Linked DNA regions of Triticum aestivum: region 2 is linked to region 1. The links are chromatin contacts, called in public Hi-C maps. All regions are on one chromosome and are shown on one strand. The core of a region is the stretch at or near the end of the contact, and the rest is flanking DNA. Distances in the headings are between cores, read along the strand shown.

Evidence for each region. Hi-C and Micro-C count contacts between places; a contact is called where the count stands out from the background.
Region 2: a contact with region 1 is called in a Hi-C map of leaf, with 3 times the contacts expected there. The contact joins the promoter of LOC123138364 here to the promoter of LOC123138363 in region 1. A contact is called at or near these places in 2 of 5 Hi-C or Micro-C datasets (both in leaf).

Annotation. Positions count from the first base shown.
Region 1 is chr6B:624,350,655-624,354,565 of IWGSC CS RefSeq v2.1, reverse strand. It overlaps LOC123138363 (protein CTR9 homolog), which reads left to right and starts at 2,096. Exons shown (of 24, transcript XM_044558327.1): 1 at 2,096-2,385; 2 at 2,949-3,015; 3 at 3,167-3,358. The coding sequence starts at 2,245.
Region 2 is chr6B:624,665,827-624,669,737 of IWGSC CS RefSeq v2.1, reverse strand. It overlaps LOC123138364 (galactoside 2-alpha-L-fucosyltransferase), which reads right to left and starts at 2,213. Exons shown (of 2, transcript XM_044558330.1): 1 at 1,753-2,213. The coding sequence starts at 2,056.

The DNA of each region.
Region 1 (3,911 bases), core at 847-3,346:
TTAAGTTTCCGATCAATACAATTCTAGCATGAATAATAAATCTTTATCATGAATAAGTAAATATAAAATAACAACTTTATTATTGCCCCTCCAGGAATGAACAGGACTATACAATCCACTTTGTTGGGATAAACAAAACCTTCAATTAGCTGGGGATGAATAAGGTCTCCATTTGAGGATGAACTCCACTTCTGTCTTTCTTTTTTCATCTGGATTTGAGTTGGATCCATGAACCTACCGAGTGAAATTTAGTCGAGGAGTGTTGTTGACACACGCATTAACAAGAGTTGGACAATTGAGATGCTACAACTTTTATTTATAATTACCAACTAAAAACTAAATGCACATGGCAATCTTTGCTCTCTCTCGAATGACCTATCATGTACTTTTCATGTTGATTCAATTCTTCCTCTATAATCCATTTTATTAAAGTGTAATCATGTCTTTTAGGGACCCATGGATTATAAGTTGCTAAGTTGTATGTTGCTGTTGGTTTATAAGATTAACATAATCACATGGCAACCTGCCCAAACTTTTTTCTTTTTTCTATGCTATCTTCTAAACACTTAATTTCATGATTACTAGCTCACTATGCTTGGACCAGAGAAATAAGTAAGCTGGTGTCACTTGCTTTGAAAAGTTCTCTTATAGAGTCGTCTAAGTATTGAGGTCATTGAAATCTTTAAGTGAGATTATAGTTCGGCATTTTGATAGCTTCTTAACTATTTGGTTTATCGCAATGGTAAAAGGTCATGAAATTCCTCATTAGATGGTTTTATAGGAAGTCACTAATTTAGCATGTGTGAATAAACATATTATGCACCCGCCAAAAAAAAGAATAAATAGATTATATGTGTTGGGGAAAAATAAACAATCCTACATGGGTAATCAACAAAGTATGAGGCGGTCAACAAAAGTCCAACTCCGTGAACAAGGGTCAATCCATTTTCAAATTTCAAGAACATTTTTTAAAACAGTTTTATTTAAAACTAATTAATGATACTCTTAAATCCGAAACAAGAAAATCGGGATTTGGGCCGGGCCATTACATTGCACCGCTATTCCCGTAAAAAAAAACGCGCGGCAGTAAATGGGCCGCTGCCCAACTAGCTCCCGTGGGCATTTGCTCCTCTTCCCCTGTCATATACAAGATGTGTTTGGTTCGCGGGATAGCTTTGAGTGGCTATAGATATCCCTAACCACCTGGCTAGGGATAGCCATTTTTTCTGTTTGGTTGGGTGAGATGCCAAATGGTTAGAGATAGCCATCTAGGCGTTTGGTTGAAGGAATAAAGAGTAGATAGGTTGTTGCAATAACCTCTTTTGTTGAGGTGATGAGATTTCCCTTTAGTAATTTGAGGAAATAATATGCTAGCGAGTATTCACGCCATAAATACTAACTTCAACATCACAAAATAAAATCATTTTTCTTCTTCAAAAATCGCCCATGTGACAATAATATTTGTAGCAATCTGGAAAGCATTTTAACTGAAAAAATGCTGCTGTGACCGTGAAGCATTTTAAATTAGAATTGTTCTACTACTCGTACCACTTCTCTCCTCAATATCTCCTTCATGCAGCTGCTGCTGTAAAGCTAAGTCATCGTTCGCGTGCCTCAAACAAAACAATGCACAAAGAGACAGATCGAGACCCAACAAAATCGGCACCATCCATCCAACTAGCGAGCTCCCATGCGCCATCAGGCCACCATCAGCGCAATTATGCTTGCTCCGTCAGCCACTGTCCACCACAAGCGATCTGCCGCGCGCCCTCATGCCGCCGCCAGCGCAATCAGGCCTGAGAGAGAGAGAGAGAGAGAGAGAGAGAGAGAGGAGGGCGCGTACGTGCCTGGAACTGGCAGCCGCTACCGCCGACGACTCTGCTATTGGTCTGACCGCCGCTCGCCGATCTGGCGCTGTGGTCGCTGACGAGAGAAACGTTTCTGTCCGAGGAGGGGTGAGAGCAAGAGAAAAACGATTCGGGGGTGAGGCGACGAGAGTGGCTGGCGACGTCCGCGACTTTTCGGCGACTGGGGATAGCCACCGTTTTGAGGAATATTCTGCGAATCTCGGCTATCCCCAACCATCCTCATCCTCCCTATCCCCTGAACCAAACGGGTGGCAGCCGCCCTAAAACAAGTCTGTCCCTGTCCCATGAGGGACATCCCGTGATCCAAACGCACGCTACGATTTTCTCTCCCCTGGGCGGCGGCGAAGGGAAGGGAAGAGAGGGGAGCGGCGGCGGGATGGCGAGCGTGTACATACCGGTGCAGGGGACGGAGGAGGAGGTGCGGGTGGCGCTGGACCACCTCCCCGCCGACGCCTCCGACATCCTCGACATCCTCAAGGCCGAGCAAGCTCCGCTCCACCTCTGGCTCATCATCGCGGTAGGTCCCCTCCGCTCTCAGGAGCCCAAGCTTCCCTCGCAACCTTGCTTAGGTCTAGGTCTAGGTCTTCGGCGGCGCGGATAGAGCAACTTCTACGGCTAGGGTTCTGGCGGAGTCTCGCTCCTGCTGACGCGACCCTTTTCAGCTCCGAGGCGGGCTTTCTGAGGGTTTGACCGATGCTGGTAGAATTTCTCCAAATGCGCGTGCGCGTGCGCCTGTCATTCCGTCCTCTGCTTTGACCTGGTTGTTCAGCCGGAGCTATTTCGGCTAGGGGTGATGCTGGTGACGTTTTGGTACCGAGGATACCATCCTGATTCGTTCAGACGGATAAATTTGAGTGGAAGATCTGAAGAAGAGCTTCTTGCTGGGCCAGAGTTTCATAGCTCGAAATCCCAGTACTTACACTCGTGACTTGCGTTTAATCTAAGCTCTAGTTTCATGGTGAAACTTATTATACTTGCAGATACCCTGTCTGGTAATTTTATAGGTAGTTTTCTTGTGAAATCGAACTATCTGGATTAGTACCTATTTTTTCTAAATTACTTCTGGAAATATTGTCACAGAGAGAATACTTCAAGCAAGGGAAGATCGAACAGTTCCGACAGATTTTAGAGGAAGGATCTGGCCCAGGTTATTTTTTTATTACTCTTTTCCTGTACTGTAATTTATTATCTGAACAATAATATCACCTTTGGTTATACCACACCAGTTCAATTTCTCATTGTTGCTTTAAATTTCTGCATAAATCCGCTGTTGTTGAACCATTCCCTCTCCTCTGCAGAAATCGATGATTATTATGCTGATGTGAAGTACGAGCGGATAGCCATCCTTAATGCTTTGGGTGCTTTTCATACTTTCTTGGGAAAGGCTGAGAAAGCACCACAGAAGGAAGTGCATTTCAAAGATGCGACTCAGTACTACAATAGGGCATCGAGGATAGATGAAACTGAACCTTCTACATGGATTGGAAGAGGTTATACCACTTCAGAACATTTCAGAGCTCTCAGATATGTTGTGGTTTATAGTTTCGTGACTCTTATGTGCATCTCTTTATAGCACACTTTCTTCTTTGGTTATGGTTGCGTAGCACTTCATTAAATTAAGTGTAGCATCATCTTAGATGAAGTGACTGTTTGAATTTTTGTTGTTGATAGTTTGATATTTCTGTTTAATGTTGAATGTTGTTGTATTTGTTTGTAGCTTCTCTATCATAGAAACTCAATTTCAGAATCAGAGACATGCTACAAGACATTATATAACTCTGCCTATCTAGTTCGTGATAAACAGAAAGAATGAGTGTTTTTGTGTTCATTAATTCACCAGAACATTGTAAATTTGAATGACACAAGATCAGCAATGTGTTTGTGAAAGTTTTATAGAATATACCTAAACTGTGATGGCATGGGCCCAGTGAGGCCTGGTAGTGTTGCGGCTAGTCCCAAGTGGCTAGTTGAATTTCTGTTACAAATAGCTTGTAATGCTCAGGAATGATCCAAACCCACATGGTTAACCTCTTCAGATGAAGC
Region 2 (3,911 bases), core at 964-3,463, 320 kb before region 1:
CGGGAGATATCTTTGGCGGCTCGTTCGCCTCCGGCGCGGCTGCGCCCGTGGGCGTTGCCGAACCCTCCTGAGAGGGGTCGGTGATACCCCTTCCCCACTGCCAGCCGCGTACCGGGGAAACCCTAGACTTGCCTGGGCGGCAGCAGCGTCGTCGTCACATTTCTTGATGAAGATGTTGCTTAGTACGCGAGACTTCGGAGTGCTTGGTGGGCGGTGGTACTTCTCTAGAGGGTGCAGCGGGTTTCGGCCCTCTTTGCTTCGTTGAGTTGCCGGCGTCGGCATTTGTTTCTTTTTTCTTTCTCTCTTTTTCCTTTGGACTTGTTTGTGCAAGTCGTTTGTATCGGTTGGATTGCTTTATAATCTAAAGCAGGGGAGACCCTTTTTTTGTCAAATCACTCTGGCGCCCACATTGAAACAACCCACCGTGTGGCCTAACTGGTGCCTGTTATTTGTATGTGGCCACGCCGGACACAATCCGCACCACACTGCGCCCGCTTCCATTCCTCCATGCATCACCACCGCCATGACTGCGAGCTCAAGAGTGATGTGGGAGAGCGTCTCGACGGAGTATAAACATGAGCTGACTGGCTGGCTGGCCCGTCGTGCACGACGGATAGAAGTCGGCTTGCCAGCGAGCTTGCCATAGGTGAGTGACGACGACCCGGCGATGGAGGAGGCGTCCGACAACGAGCCGACACTCCTGCCCGGGCTGGCCCACGTAGCTGGCAGCGCAGGCGATCACCGACAAGAACTTCGATAGCTCTTGGTCGTTAATGTCGCCCGTGCGGTTCGCGCTAGGCCGCAACAACTACAAGGCCGACACATCCACATTTATCGTGTACCTCACCTCAACCAGAGACGTCTAGGCCGCGGACTCCGATGAGTAAGAGTATGACATGGAAGACGAAGACCTGTGCGTCCTAGTATGTTTTATTCTTCTTGTCGATGACTCGGAGCTTCATTTCCCGGAATTCACGGACAGCGAAGATGCCGGAGACGGGGAACCACAAGAAGTTGGAACACGGACGCCATCCTGTTTACAGGAAAACGGTTTGCTTAAATTCCGTTTAAAACGTGTCAGGACGTTTGTGGTACACCGTTGAATGGCCTCCTGCCGTGTGCACCGGATACTGGTTTTATGGTCCACGTTCAAAGATGCGTAGAGACTCTTTGAGCGGTCACGCGGTGCTGTCTTTTACTCTCTTTTTGCAACGAAAGCCCGTCGTCGTCCGCCGTCCACCCAAAATTCTCAATCTACCAGGCTCAGAAAAGAAAATGGCGCATGGCTCGGATCTCAACCGATTTTAACTGGCCTTTGGCTAGATCACCTCTGCTATGCCCTCGCGTCTAATTAAGTTTATCGTTAGCAGGCCAGCAAGACGAGAGAATTTTATAAGTGGCCTATGACGGAGGCCATGCGACCAACTTGAGATTGGGACTTAGACGTGGCCGCCCCGAGTAAAATAAGCAACGCTAAGACAACGGGAATCTGCTTTGCAACCATGTTATCGTCTGGTATCTTGTGCCCCTACGATTCCCTCCATGAACTTCCCCATCATTTCCTGGACCTCTTTTTCTAAAGAAAAAACCATTCCCTGCGTCTACTACTAGCTGAGAACCTTTCTATCCGTGACGATGGCCATAGCAGCTACTCGTAGTAAGTGGTGCAAGTTCTACGATGATCCATCCGGACAGCATCGATCAGCTTCTACGGTCGAGTATGAATTCTAAGTGGAGGAGTTCGAGTAGTACCTTGGTCGTCGTCGTCGTACTTTGGGAGGTCGTCGACGTCGAAGAGCATCCGCGGCGAGGATTCGGCCCGCAGGTTCCCGACGACGAGGACGCAGGCCGGGAGCGTGAGCAGGCAGAGCAGCAGCGCGGCGCGCAGGCACTTGCGCCGGTGCCTGCCCCGCCCCGCCTCCTGCTGATCCGCGGCGTGGGCGTGGGGGTGCGGCGCCCTTGCCTCCGTCTCCAGGCCTCCGCCGCCGCCGCGCAGGGGCAGCCTCTCCTCGTGGCCGCCGTTGCTCCCCCGCCAGCTGCTCGGTTGTTTCTCCATGATCGAGCTGCCCCACGCTACCTCTCCGCCCCGTGCTCGCCGTGTAGAGCGGGCCGGCTAGAAGAAGCGTCTTGTTTGCGCTTTGCTTCGGGTTCGGGGTGGAGCGGTCAAAGCTGTGGAAGGGCCGCGGCCGGGTGGGCGCTGCAACTTGCGAGAGAATAGGGGCGCGCTCGTTATCGTCGTGGGTTTGGACGTGATGGGCTGAAGACGGAGCTTGCAACGTGGTGGCAGTGGGTTTGGCAACCGAGCACTGCTATTCAGCCGACGCTTTTCACACGATATACTCGGACGACCATGCCCATCAGACCGTTTGTAAATTATATTAGATGCACATCAGTCTCACGACGTAGAGTCTGTGTCGGCTGCAGATCGGCCATACCGTGTCGTGTGTACATCAGTTTCGTCGTTGGCAACTTGGCATTACTAAAACTTTCTTTTGCTGTCATGAGTGGATTTGCACTGTAATCCATGAGTCCGTTCATGTGAGGTCCGAAGGAGTTGCAGAATATAACTGAAGAGGTATAGTAAACGTGCATGTGCAACGCACGTACTGCCTAATGTTCTAATGATATGCGAAAATTCACTGTATATAAAAGGATAATCTGATAGTAGTAGTGAAAAATATTTAAAATGAATTGTTTTATAGAAAAGGTTCATTTTCCTTCCAAAAAAGCTACTACATTCACATTTCAGACTAATAAAGAATGGAAACTACGCTTGATGATAATTTTAGTATCTCGGTTACTTCCAAACAGTCAATTAAGAACTGTGACACCTAATGACCAAGTATTTTATCATACAGTAAAATAACAATGGAGACAACACCTAATGAGTAACGACCAATGGTCGTTTCAAAACATCCTGCAGCGACGAATCATCAAGACATCAACCACTAGCCAAGGGTCTGAAGCCGCCCACTAATTTTCTCCTACCTCTTATGCAGCACGATTCAATTCAAACAAATGTTATGTTCAAATCCACCGAAATCCCAAGGAAAATGCAAAACATTTGAGTGTATATATGGTAGAAAAAAATATGCAGTTTCAGCGGTGAAACTTCCTTTGCAAGCTTGACGGGCCTTTGTGCGGGCCAGATAACTTACTTGATAGTGCATCACTATACACCAACGAGCAATTAAGAAAAATTGAGGTACAATAAACACATGAAAAATTCACAAAACACCTACTTTTTTTTTACCTGGATATGGTTCCATCATGTTTCAAGATTGTTATGGGATTCACTGTTGACGAAGGACCCAAGTGTCCACCGGCTGTACGCACCGCTGTTGACGTGCACCTGAAAGATGGAATCATGAAATACATGAAGATGCCCAAACAACCAGTTTCTCACCACATGGTGTCATGGTTGTCAATACCATATAGAAATAGATCAATGTGGAAGTACAAGCATACTAAAAACCTTGAGAAGTTGTAGTTGTGTTGCTGTACAATAAAAATTCTTCAATAATTCTGCAATAAAAAATACTCTAGTGACTACTGCCTATATGTATTTCTATATGGTATGGGTAATAATTGAACATATTACGTGCTGGTGTACTGCCTAACTCCTGTCTCTGGACAAACTGAAACCGGGGTTGCCGCATGCCTGCAGTCTCCAGACTCTACTGAATCAAAGTAGCGTGAAGGACAGGAGGAGCTTCCGGGTGTAGACAAATTCAGATTTGTGCCGAAAATCTTGTCAAATTCGATGTAAATTTATCTAAATCAGATATTCACGGCAAGTGAGCAACCATGGGGGATTGGGGTATCAGGGTATGAGGTACGTCTGTCGGAAGAAGACAATGGGCTCAGCAGCAGCGTGCCTGAGCGGACTGGGCGACTCCAGCAGTCCGACT